Regions from separate parts of the Mus musculus genome. Here region 2 is linked to region 1. A link is a contact called in public Hi-C data. All regions are on one chromosome and are shown on one strand. Each heading gives the region's core, a stretch centred on a gene start, on an enhancer-like site or on the middle of the called end of the contact. The rest is flanking DNA. Distances are from core to core; before and after follow the strand shown.

Evidence for each region. Hi-C and Micro-C count contacts between places; a contact is called where the count stands out from the background.
Region 2: a Hi-C map of uterus shows a contact between it and region 1, with 4 times the contacts expected there. The contact joins the enhancer-like site here to the promoter of B130024G19Rik in region 1. A contact is called at or near these places in 1 of 15 datasets of contacts at CTCF or cohesin (the NIH/3T3 cell line), 6 of 484 Hi-C or Micro-C datasets (embryonic stem cells, urothelial organoids and uterus), 2 of 115 datasets of contacts at active chromatin or transcription factors (the SCID.adh cell line and extraembryonic endoderm stem cells) and 2 of 9 other capture datasets (adipose tissue and pancreatic islet).

What each region holds. Positions count from the first base shown.
Region 1 is chr7:70,362,946-70,368,584 of GRCm38.p6, forward strand. It overlaps B130024G19Rik (RIKEN cDNA B130024G19 gene), which reads left to right and starts at 2,438. Exons shown (of 11, transcript NR_045850.1): 1 at 2,438-2,546. It also overlaps a transcript of Nr2f2 not described here.
Region 2 is chr7:70,426,392-70,432,030 of GRCm38.p6, forward strand. No RefSeq gene overlaps it. Among named protein-coding and RNA genes, the nearest start is that of B130024G19Rik, 64 kb to the left of the region's middle. Within about 2 kb of position 3,145, at least 39 of the 459 cell types and tissues checked have an H3K27ac peak or open chromatin away from gene starts, as enhancers often do. A contact at or near this core is called in the NIH/3T3 cell line, the SCID.adh cell line, extraembryonic endoderm stem cells and 1 more, where this site is marked.

The DNA of each region.
Region 1 (5,639 bases), core at 1,188-3,687:
ATAACTCATAAGAGCCACAAACACGCCATAGTCTACCTCAGCCACTGCAGGAAAAACAAACAAACCCTACTGTCCGTGTCATTCATCTCAAGACGCTCAAACCAATGATATTGATGTATCTTTGACTTTGTGCCTCAGTTTTAACCATAAAGCATATATAGTTCTATAACCAACCTCCAGGACACATTATATTCTACTGACTAAACTTGCTGTTTGATTTAGACCCGCTAGTTGATTGTGAGAATTCCATAATTGTATGAGAAATTTGTTTTTAATAGGGAATACTTTGAACCAAGACAAAACTAAATCCATAAGTCAAACAGGTTTACCAACAATTAAATTATTTTTTTAACATAAAATTTGCTGAGCTACAAGAGGGAAAAGAAGACACCACAAAGAGTAAAACAACAACTTTAGGAAGCATCCTTGGTAGTGCAGAAATTTGGCAGTGTAAATTTTACTTTAGTAAAATGAACTGAACATACAGTTGACATGAGAAAACCACGCTTTCGGGGCAGTTTCTTTTGCACATAGAGACAGAGTGTGAGACAAGGAGGGCAGAAAGATATGGGCAGGCAGACGCTGACTTTTTGGCAAAGAGAAAAAAAAATCCTATTTAAGCTTCACCCTGAAATCTTTCTCAGCCTTCCCTTTCTCCACAGAACTCACATATTGCACTACAGCGGCAGGTGCTGTGATTATTTGAATGTTTTAAGAAATAACAAGCTATAGCAGGTACTAGCCTATCATAAACCTGGTGTGTAATAAGGTGGTCATAGAGTAAAGCTAGGCTGAGCACTTCTGGCTGATTAGAGACACCATATAACTTTCTCCTACAGAGAATAAGAAAGATAGAAAATAAGTCATTTCAGAGAATTGTGGGTCTTTAAAAAAAACTTCTCTGATTTAAGGAATTATTTGATACTGCAAATGTCAGATTAGAGGCAAGCTCAGCATATAGTGAGACTGAGGCTGACACAGGAAATTTAATAGGTAGCCCCATCTCGACTTAATAGATGAGCATAATTGATTATGGAGAAATGTTAATCTTGCCTCTCCAGTGCAGCCATTTCCATGTCAAGATTACTTTTTACACATACACACACACACACACACACACACACACACACACACGAAGAGGTGATTTTTGAGGAGAAGCTTCGTGTGTGTGTTCCTCATTTTTCAAGCTAAAGAAATTATAGACTTCAAATATATATATATATGTATATATATATATATATATATATATATATGTATATATGAATTGTAGAATTACAGCCAGCTAGGCACATAACTACCACAGAGTTAGAGGTGCTTCACTTTGTATTTTAGGACTCATTTAGCTATAGAAATGCTGTTTAGAAAGGGAAGGGAAAAAAATCACCACATGAATTGTAATTAATTTTACTGAGAGAATGAAGAGACAGGACAGCCGAATTGGGGATGGGGAGGAGCAAAAATATTTTTAAATGCCCTTCTTAAAGATGCTCAGCTGTCTTAACTCTAAGATTTAAAAGTCCTAAAATTAAAAGATACAACTCTATATGTTATTATTTTTAAAAACTCAGCCAAGCCCTTTACTGCAAATGTAAATCTATTTTAATGAGAATGGTGGCAAGCTTTATTTGACTGGTCAAAGTTAGGGGAAAACATTTGTCTTAATATGAAAAAAATATATATCCTCAGCTCCCAGGAATATGGTTTCCTTGCAGAAAGTGGTTGGCTAGTCTGTAATTCTTTACAGATTAAATCACAATATGAATACAGACCCCAGCAATTCCGAGTTTAACTCTGAGCTCAGTAGAATCCAGGATCCATTGAATTTCTCCTTTCCCTCAATCTAGTCGTGTGTGTTTTTCTCTTCCACCACACTGGAGCTCCGTGAATAGAGAAGGGGCTTCCATTGTGTCCCTCTGAACTTCCAAGTCAATGCAATTTTTAACCACTGGCTTGTGGTACTTTGAAAATCACCAGGGGCTGTCAGAGTTGGGTCCTCTGAAAAATTTACAGTGCTAAATCAGAGCATATGCTGGGAGGGAAAAAATTGCTTAAGATTGAAGTAAGTGCAGTATCTGTCTGCCCCCTAGTGTAAGAGTCCTTGCTGCCTAAAATCCAACTTTAAAAGAAAAGGAGCCCTTAAAGGGAAACGACTTGGGGCTCACGTAGGCATAGGAGAATGAAACTTCTGTACATTTTAATCTGAATAATTCTTCAGGATTGAAAATTATTTGGTTGTGGCTTGGTTGGACTGTGCTGGGATCTCGCTGCCTCTACGTTTCCGGAGTCTCTAGTGAAGAGATGATTTTTTTTTTTTTTGAAACTGGGTTTATGTGCGTCCCCCTCACCCCTCCTCTCTTTTTTCTTTCTGCCTCTGTCGTCTCTCTCGCTGGCTTTTTTTTTTTTTTTTTAATGAGGAACCGTTCCATGAACATTTTGCACAGAGCACAGAATTGCTTCTAAAGTCAGCCCGGCGCAGTTGCAATAGACAGCAAAAAGGTAAACGTTTGCCTGAAATCCGCACGCCAGCTTCACCACCCCGCCCGATGGTGAGTACCCTTCTCCTTGAGATTCTCCTAGCTTAACAGAGCGCTCTCCTTCCGGAACCGCGGCCGAGGGCGCCAGGCAAGGCTTTGGTCCCTGCCTGCCTGCCTGCTTGCCTGCCTGCATGTCAGCTGCACAAGGTTGCAAAATGAAGCGCAGAGGCAAATCGAACAGGAAATTCTGATACCCAAAGCCAGCCTAGCAGCCCCTTCGCTAGCAAACCTAGACAATCTGCTGCTTGGAAAACCAGGCATATAGGATTGGTTTTCAGTCAGTTCTATGGAAGGAAATGAGTTTGAGAAGACAGGACGAGGAGATGGGAGGCAACCGCAGTCTTTATGCTTCGGTTTAATCATATTTTGGCAGCTTTGCAATTGTATCCCCCCCTTCCACCTCTGCTACCACATACATGTAATAAAATATGGCAACGCACTGAATTGACTGCCCCCACCCTCCCCCAGACCCCTTCAACCACAGTCCGAGGCATTGCATACACGTTAGCAAAGCGATTTTCTGAAAAGCCCCAAGTCATCCCCAACCCCACACAGCACAAGGAGAAAAGTGAGAAAGAAGAGAAAGAGAAAAAAATACAGTAAGCAAACATACCAAAACCATATTTGCCTTGTTCAAGGTCCCAAACCGCTTGCATCTTCCTTCTAAACTGGAATAACTCTCCTTTAGTTTGGCGGGTGAAATAAATGCTTTGTTGGCCCCCTGAAAAGATGTGTCTTTGATAATTAAAGAGACTCTCCTCCTCGGTGTTTATCTAAGCGATTGTGCAAACTGATAAAAAAGTAGGCATTAGTCTGCAGGGAAAAAGAAAGGTGAAAGAAGAGATCTTCCACCTCAAGGAACTGCTTCCCTGTGTACCAGGCGCTCTCAGCCGTTGGAAAAGCCTGCACACTAACTTTAGAGAGAGAGAGACAGCTTCAGGGAGCTTTGTACATAGCTGCTGAGGAATGCAAGCCTCGCCTTTAAGAAAAAAAAACCCCAAACCGTAGGTAGGAGCTGTCTGGAGTGATCCTTGTCTCTCATCTGATGCCTTAGAAGGAAGAGTGCGTTGTTACACCTTGTTTGGGGCTGGAAAGAGGAGACTTTAAAAACACCCTTCCAATTGAAAAAAAAAAAAAAATCTCCCAACTTAATGAGTTTAGTCGGAGGCTGGAGCAACCCGGCTCAGTCTTAGCAGAAAACCGAAAACAACTATAGGCAATATTGCAAAGCAGGACAACCCCGAGGCACAGCCAAATTCCACCATTTGGGGTTGAGAGGGATGGAAGCTAATCCTAAAGCAAGTTGGGGGGGAAAAACCAGAGGGGGGGGGGAGCTGCAGCCTAAGACTGGCAGACACGGTCCTCTCACCCTGGATCAAAGATAGAACTTGAAACAGGAGGCCAACATTTTTTCCTAGGAATCAATTGGAATCCTCATTTTCTACTTTTAACTCAAGTCCCCCCTCCCCAATGATTTTTCTTCCTCTCCCCTGTGGATTAGTGCCTCCCTCCCCTTTCTACTGTCCATTCTAGAACTTTCCTGAAGAGGAAATCTATTTCTTTTGGGAGGAGGGGTTCCCCTATTTCATGCCTTTAAATAATGAATACTTAATTCACCCCTCCCCTTATCAATTCCCCCAAACGAGTAAAAGAAGCAGAGATACAATAACTGGCAAAACTTGAGAGCAGACTGAGCTGTCTCTTGCAGTTTAGTACAGTTTGAACTAATGGATTTTTGTTGTTGTTGTTGTTTTGTTTTGTTTTAAGAGGAGAAGAATGGGGAAACATGAATCTTTTATTTTAGGAAACTGTTATGGTAAGATGTATGTCAGACTTGACAAATGGAACGAACGCTCTTCACTGCTTCTTGTCCCTGTCTTAAACAGGAATTAAGTTAAACACAGTGCTGAATGTTAATTACATGTTTACTGGCTAATGAAAATTACAAATGGTTTTGCCACCTCAAACAATGATGAAACTCTGAAGACACTGTAATTATATACTTTGAGGGAAATAACTCAGAATATTGATCATAAGAAGTGTAAATCTTTTTTAAACTATTCATTAATACCATAAATATGGGCTACAGAAGTTTTTCCTTGCGGTTTGTCTCATCAGTTACAAAGAGTGGATAGCTGGTGGGACTCCTCCGAAGAGGAGGTGCACTCTGTCTCTTAGAAGGAGGCCACGTGTGTAATTCAGTAATGCCCCCTCCCTTCTGCCCCGCCCCCTTCATCCTAGTTGAAGGTCGAGGGATCTCCAACAGGGAGGCCGGGCTCTGGGCAGGTGAAGGTGATCTAAATCCGGGCCTCTCTCCTCCCCTTCTCTGGCCCTCTCCTCTCCTCTCCCGCCTCCTTTTCTTTTCATGCCAGGTCTGATCGATGACCACCTTCCCCAGCCTGGGCGCCTGGGATAACCTAATGAAAGACCAATTAGACCTGGCAACTCATCGCCACCCAGCTCCCTCCTTCAGAGGTGACTAGGGCATTCATTGCCAGAGAAGGTGGGGGGTAGCGATAGGGATGGAGGTGGCTGTTGTACCAGAAAGGTGGCTCAGACGCTGAACTAGAACTGGGCTTTGGAGTAATTATTTTGTGGTCATTTTCTTCCAACTTTGGTCAAATTTAGAACACTGGTAGCCATTCCAATCTTGAGGGTCAAAGGTGAGAGATGCACTAACCCTAAAAGGCAGGCCCGCCTGACCGAAAGGCCAAATCGGGCAGGGGCATGGGGTTAGGGTGAGGGGTGGCAAAATTCCATGGCTCCTCCAGGGTGGGGCCGGGGTGGGGGCTGAGAGCTGGTATGCAGGAGTCCATCACCAAGTGCAGGTTTAAAGTGAAATATTGAAGATTTAAAAACAAGTGTTCAAGGGTTGTGAGACTGGAGTCCTCCTTCTCCCTGTGAATTCCCAAGGCTCTGGTCTTTGTCTTAGAAGGAATGGAGTTTCTGAATGGTGTGAAAAGGACAGAGAGGGTCGCTTCCAATCGATTTTACTTGTCCTTTCTGCCTTTTCGGATCAACGCCCTTCAATGGACACAGAGGTGCTCTTTCAACCAAAAACTTGTGCTACATTTTCTGCCTGTATTGGTGCTAAATACAATAAGC
Region 2 (5,639 bases), core at 1,895-4,394, 64 kb after region 1:
TCTCTATTCATAGTTTACAGAATCTACAGATATAGAACCCATAGATATGAAGGGCCAAGGGAATGTTTGTTGAGATTTAGTTAGTATGTTTAATTAGTGTGTTGGGAAAGTAGCCCATTGAAAAGATGGCCATCGCTGATGTTTAAGAGCTTTTTGGTTCTCCAAAGCTACTTAGAGTACAAATAAGCTCAAGCACCCCAAGTAATATTAAGTTATCACGCCAATCACGTAAATTGAATTGTCTTTCATCTTTTAAAAAAGACAGATGTAGGGCCTGGAAATCTGGCTCAGCAGTTAAGGGAGCTTGTTCTTGCAGAGAACCTGTGTTTGGTTTTCAGCAACACATGGTAGCTCACAACCATCTGTAACTTTTTCCAGGGAATATGATGCCCTCTTTGGACATCTTTGGGCATTAAGCATGCATGTAGTACATATACATAAAGGCAGGCAAAACACTCATACACACAAAATAAAGTCAATAAAAATGTAAAAATAGAGATACGCAATGTTTTCAGTATATACACTGGTGCCGCCTGGGTGGTCTCCTTATGTTGTAAGTCTACTTGATATTGCCTTTTTTTGTTTGTTTGTTTCCAAAGAAGTTAGCCCTGCCCCTTTCCTTTAGGTGATTGCTTAATGGGTAAAGTGCATGCCATTCATGTGTGAGGATTTGAATTTGGGTCCCCAGAACTCATGTAAAGCTGGATATGGTGTTGCACGCCTATAATTCCAGTGTTTTTGTTGTAAGAAAGGAAGCTAAGTTAGGCAATCCAAAGAACATCGAAGCCTCACCAGCCTGTCCTACAGAGAGAGTCTGTTTTCAGTGAGGGTTCTCTGACCTCTATACACATGCCACAGCACACACATACCCACATTTCCACACACGGACATGTTCAATCTATGCACATGGACAAATATTGAGAAACGAAAGAAAGATAGCCTTGGGTTATCTCCATGAATGAATTCAGTGAAGTGTTTGGAGATAAGTTTGTGAAGAAGGAATTAAAATATTGACAAAGGAGATTTTCTTTAAAAATCAGTTGAGACAAAACAGACCATGACACCAAGCATCTGAATGAAAAGGAGAAAACAGTTTGGAAAAAGTTTGGTGGTTTGTTTACTTGACACCGTACATCTGGATCTGACAAACATCTGGATTTCAACTTTTCCCCCCACCCCACTGGGCTTCACCGGAGTGTGCAGGATTTTGAAGTGAAAGATGAAAGAACATGTTCACTATCAATATTAGTACATTTAATGATGAGACTATGAAGCTCAATTAGTCTCTTGAATACTACTTACTCTATTTAGCATATCACATGATGAACAAAATCCTTTCCCAGACAAATAAATACAGAAAGATACAGTCACTCAGTTTTAGACTAAAATTTGGCCAGGTGTGGTGGCACATAGCTTTGATGCCAGCACTTGGGAGCGAGAAGCAGGTGGATCTCTGAAGCTTCATGTACAGAGTAAGTTCAAGGACAGTCAGAGCTATACAGCAGGACCCTGTCTCAAAATGTTGGCAACAACAACAACAACAACAATAACAAAAATTTGACTTAAAACATATTTAACTTGACCACAGTTTGCTGACTTCAATTTCTCTAGGCCAAAATCTTTAAAGCGCTCAACTAATTTTTTTTTTCTCCCAGGGAATGCTTCTCTGTGCTTTATGAGGCTCTGTTAATTCACAATGTGTTTTGATAAAAGTAAAATTTAGTAAACACTTAGTAACATAGGAAAAACATCTGGTAATAGATGTCTCCTTTGCCAAATGAATTATCTCAGCTGATAAAAATCAGTGTAAACCTGCTCTCCTCGCTGCCTTCTTCATGCCCGCCCGAGGCTGAACCCGGAAGAGGAGGCAACTCAATTTGAACTTCAAAGAGTCTGTCAGTGAACAGCAACTTACGTAACTGTGGATGCTTTTCTGTCTGTGAGTGTGCACTGTCACAAGCCCACCTGAAAAAGTTAGCATGGATATTGGACATTGTCTTTCTAGCTTATTCCCAATCCAATCAGTTATACTGAAAATAGGCTGCTGGCTTTTTATAGTCTTAGCTTCTCAAAATGATTAGTGCTTCCTTGAGATACTCCATTAATTGGCCACACAATCCAGGCTGTAAAGGCTGAAGCCCGAACATATATGGAAAAATGAATGGCTGTTGCAATTTAAGGGCCTTCAAAAGATCTAATTTGATTTTTAAAAGTGATCTTGAAGATAGGAAAATTAAAGGTACTCAGAAACAAGATCTGGTTTAATGACAATGTAGATACAAAAGCATTTTAAGGTTCTAGGAGCCTTGTGCTGAATTCTCTTTTTATTTAGCTATTAGATTGGAATGATTGGGCCCACAATGGGAGAGAATTATATGCTGGATTTTATGGGCGGTTATTTCCTTGATCAAATCATTCCATTCTTCCCCAACTTATTTCTGAAGTGAGTTGCCATCTCTCTTTGTAGATTTTCAATCCCAGAAGTCATTAGTGAGATCTTAGATTTTAATAAAATAAGTCTCTTTGCTTGCTTTGTTTTAACTATTTCATTATTGAGCCAATTCTTTTCATTCCAGCAAATGGTACATTTATTCCCACTTAGAAAAGAAAACAAACAAACAAACAAAAAAACTCAAAAAACAAAACACCCACAAAAACCAAAAATAAAACTTCCCCTCCATTCTAATGACATCTTCAGTCATTAATGAGTTAATAAAAAAATCTTAAAATCATCTGGGCTAGATAAGGGGGAGAAAAGAAAGCATCGTTCAGCATCAGGCTTTTGGGGCTGCCCTTCCAGATGTCATGGGTCAGTCATGTTAAGAATGTGTGCGTCCAATCGTCTGCTGATTTTTATCAGCAGGCTCTCTAGCAGGAGCTGACAAGGGCCAGTTTGCAAGTCCCGATGAATAAACAATGGCTTTTTGGATTGTTGAGGGCTGTGTAATAGAGCGAGGAGTTTATGTATACTAAAGCATGATGACACTAGCAATCAATATGCCAATTACCAGACAAGTTATTGGAGGAGGCACTCACATGTCTTCAGCCTCCTCCTGCTTTGAAGGGGCCCCTAGAAGGGAGAGTCCCTGTTCTCAGAAACAGGCGGGGTCCAGGTCTTGGAGTTCAGACCTGGATGATGAGTCACTCCAGGAGTTGAGTGAAAAGCCACAAGATTGCCTGCCCTTAGAAATTCCATCTGGGTGTGTGTGAGAGGTGGGGCTTAGGTATCTCTCTCTCTCTCTCTCTCTCTCTCTCTCTGTGTGTGTGTGTGTGTGTGTGTGTGATGCAGTGTATATGTTTGTGCATGCACTTGTGCTTGTATGTGGCAGCCTGTGGTTGATGTTACACAGCTTCCTCTAGGGCAGCGGTTCTCAACCTGAGGGTTTTGACCTCCTTTAAGAGTATGAACAACCCTCTCAACTGGAAAACACAGATATTTGCATTACTACTCACAGTAGTAGTAAAATTACAGTTATGAAGTAGTAGTAAAATAATTTTATGGTTGGAAGGGAATCACCACAACATGAGGAACTTTATTAGAGGGTAATACAGGAACATTGAGAACACCCCCTCCCCCCACTGCAGCCTTCTCCCTCATTTTTTGAGACAGATCTCATTGGAACTTACCTTTACAAGCATACACACACACACACACACACACACACACACACACACACACACACACGAGTTGTTCTAGGTACCCAAACTCAGATCCTCATGTGGGGTTTCTTTTTGCAAGAAATTTACCGACTGAACCATTTCCCCAGTCCTGGGGTTTGGTATGGTAATGCTTATCTGACAGGTATTGGATTGTTATATAGTGTATCTTCTCAGGTTTGTCCCCTGACCAGGAGTGAGAGTGTCACTTGAGAGCTTATTAGAAATGCAGGACCTCAGGATCTTCTCTAAATCTAGGAAAAGTGACGACAAGCCATTGCAGTACACGCGATGTCTCGAGCCCCACGGCTGTAGAATAAATAAATGTCTGCACTCTACTCATTGAACCAACAATGGTCAAGCTCCCCAAAAGATGGCTGCTTTGCTGCTGGTACTCGACAGGATGCTAAAGTTTGCAGATGATTTACGTAAAAAGTGAGGGCCAATTCCTGAGATTATCTTCAAAGTCGCTAATAGCAATCTCGCCATATGGTTAGATGTATTTTTTTTTCAAAGGGGAGCTTACATATCCACATGGATCTGGAACAAACTGCTGTGTTGCTAGGGGTGCTCGTGGACATCTGATTTTCTGCTTTTACCTTCCAACTACTGGGGTTTACAGATGTGTGCTACTGTAGTCAGTCTCGTGAGCTAGGGATAAGATACAGGTCCTTGGGCCTGTGAGGCAAGCATTCTACCAATTGAGCTACATCCCTAGTTGCTAGGTTTTTGTGAATGAGCCTGATGTGAATTACTTTAAGAAAGAGAAGAATAGATTTTTGTCTATTATTTAAATAGAGAAAGTGAGTGGATTTGTAAAACATATTTTTTAAAAAATCTATTTGTGTGTGTGTGTGTGAAGGGGAGGTTTGCATGCTGTGTGCCATGGTGTGCTTGTAGAGGTCAGAGGATTATTTTGGGGAGTTAGCTCTCTATTTCTACATGTGTGGGGTCCGGGGATTGAACTCACGCCATCAATCTTGGTGACAAGCACCTCTACATGTTGGACCATCTCTCTGGCCTCATTAATACCTTTAATGAAGAGGAATCAGAAAGAAAAATCAACAGATATGAAGTATTTATTTGATACCTCTCTACTGTTCCTTTGGCAGTCAATGCTGTGTTTGAAGGGCACAAGTCTTTGTGTAGTGGAGCGTGGTCTACTGTTTCCATCATATACCTGTCGAACACCCAACCTGCCTTCTTGAGGGGGAGGTGAACAATCACCTACTCATGGAGGAGTTCCCAACTTCTTATATTTTGATCTAGAATCTTCCTAAAAAGTCAGCTGAGAGTGTGCTGAACTTTCATAAAAGGTGGATTAGTGTAACGTGTGTGCCCTAGGCATTAGTGTCCCACAGAGAACATTTCAAAGCAGAGTCACAAGAAATAATACAAAAAAATTTAATAAGTATTTGAGTCAAAGTGAGTTAAACAGGGCTGTTTGCATACAGCAGACTTTCCCAAGCCTTGAACACATTACCATGGGTTCTCTGCTAGGGAGATGGCTGCCACTGGATTTGATTATCAAAACTCCTTTTTAAAAGATGGTGGCACACACCTTTAATCCCAGCACTCAGGAGGCAGAGACAGGCAGATCTCTGGGTTTGAGGCAGGACAGCCAGGGCTACACACAGAAACTCTGAGAGAGAGAGAGAGAGAGAGAGAGAGAGAGAGAGAGAGAGAGAGAGAGACTGTAAAAATATAAATATGCCAAGATCAACTTTCAGGTGTCATGGGTTCAGATTCTTAAGATAGCAAATACCCATGGGCAGAAGCACAACCTGTGTGTTGTACAGGAAAGAACATCAGTATGATAAATCATTAAACCCTCTACATATGACATCAGGATTACTTAAGTGGTGGCTTCATGCCAACCGGAAAGGTCATGTAACCATCAGCAAAGAGTTAAATAAGTTGTCTAGCTATTGATGGTCTGCTTAAATCATCCCTGAATTGTTGGCATCTTTCCCAGAGTAGGT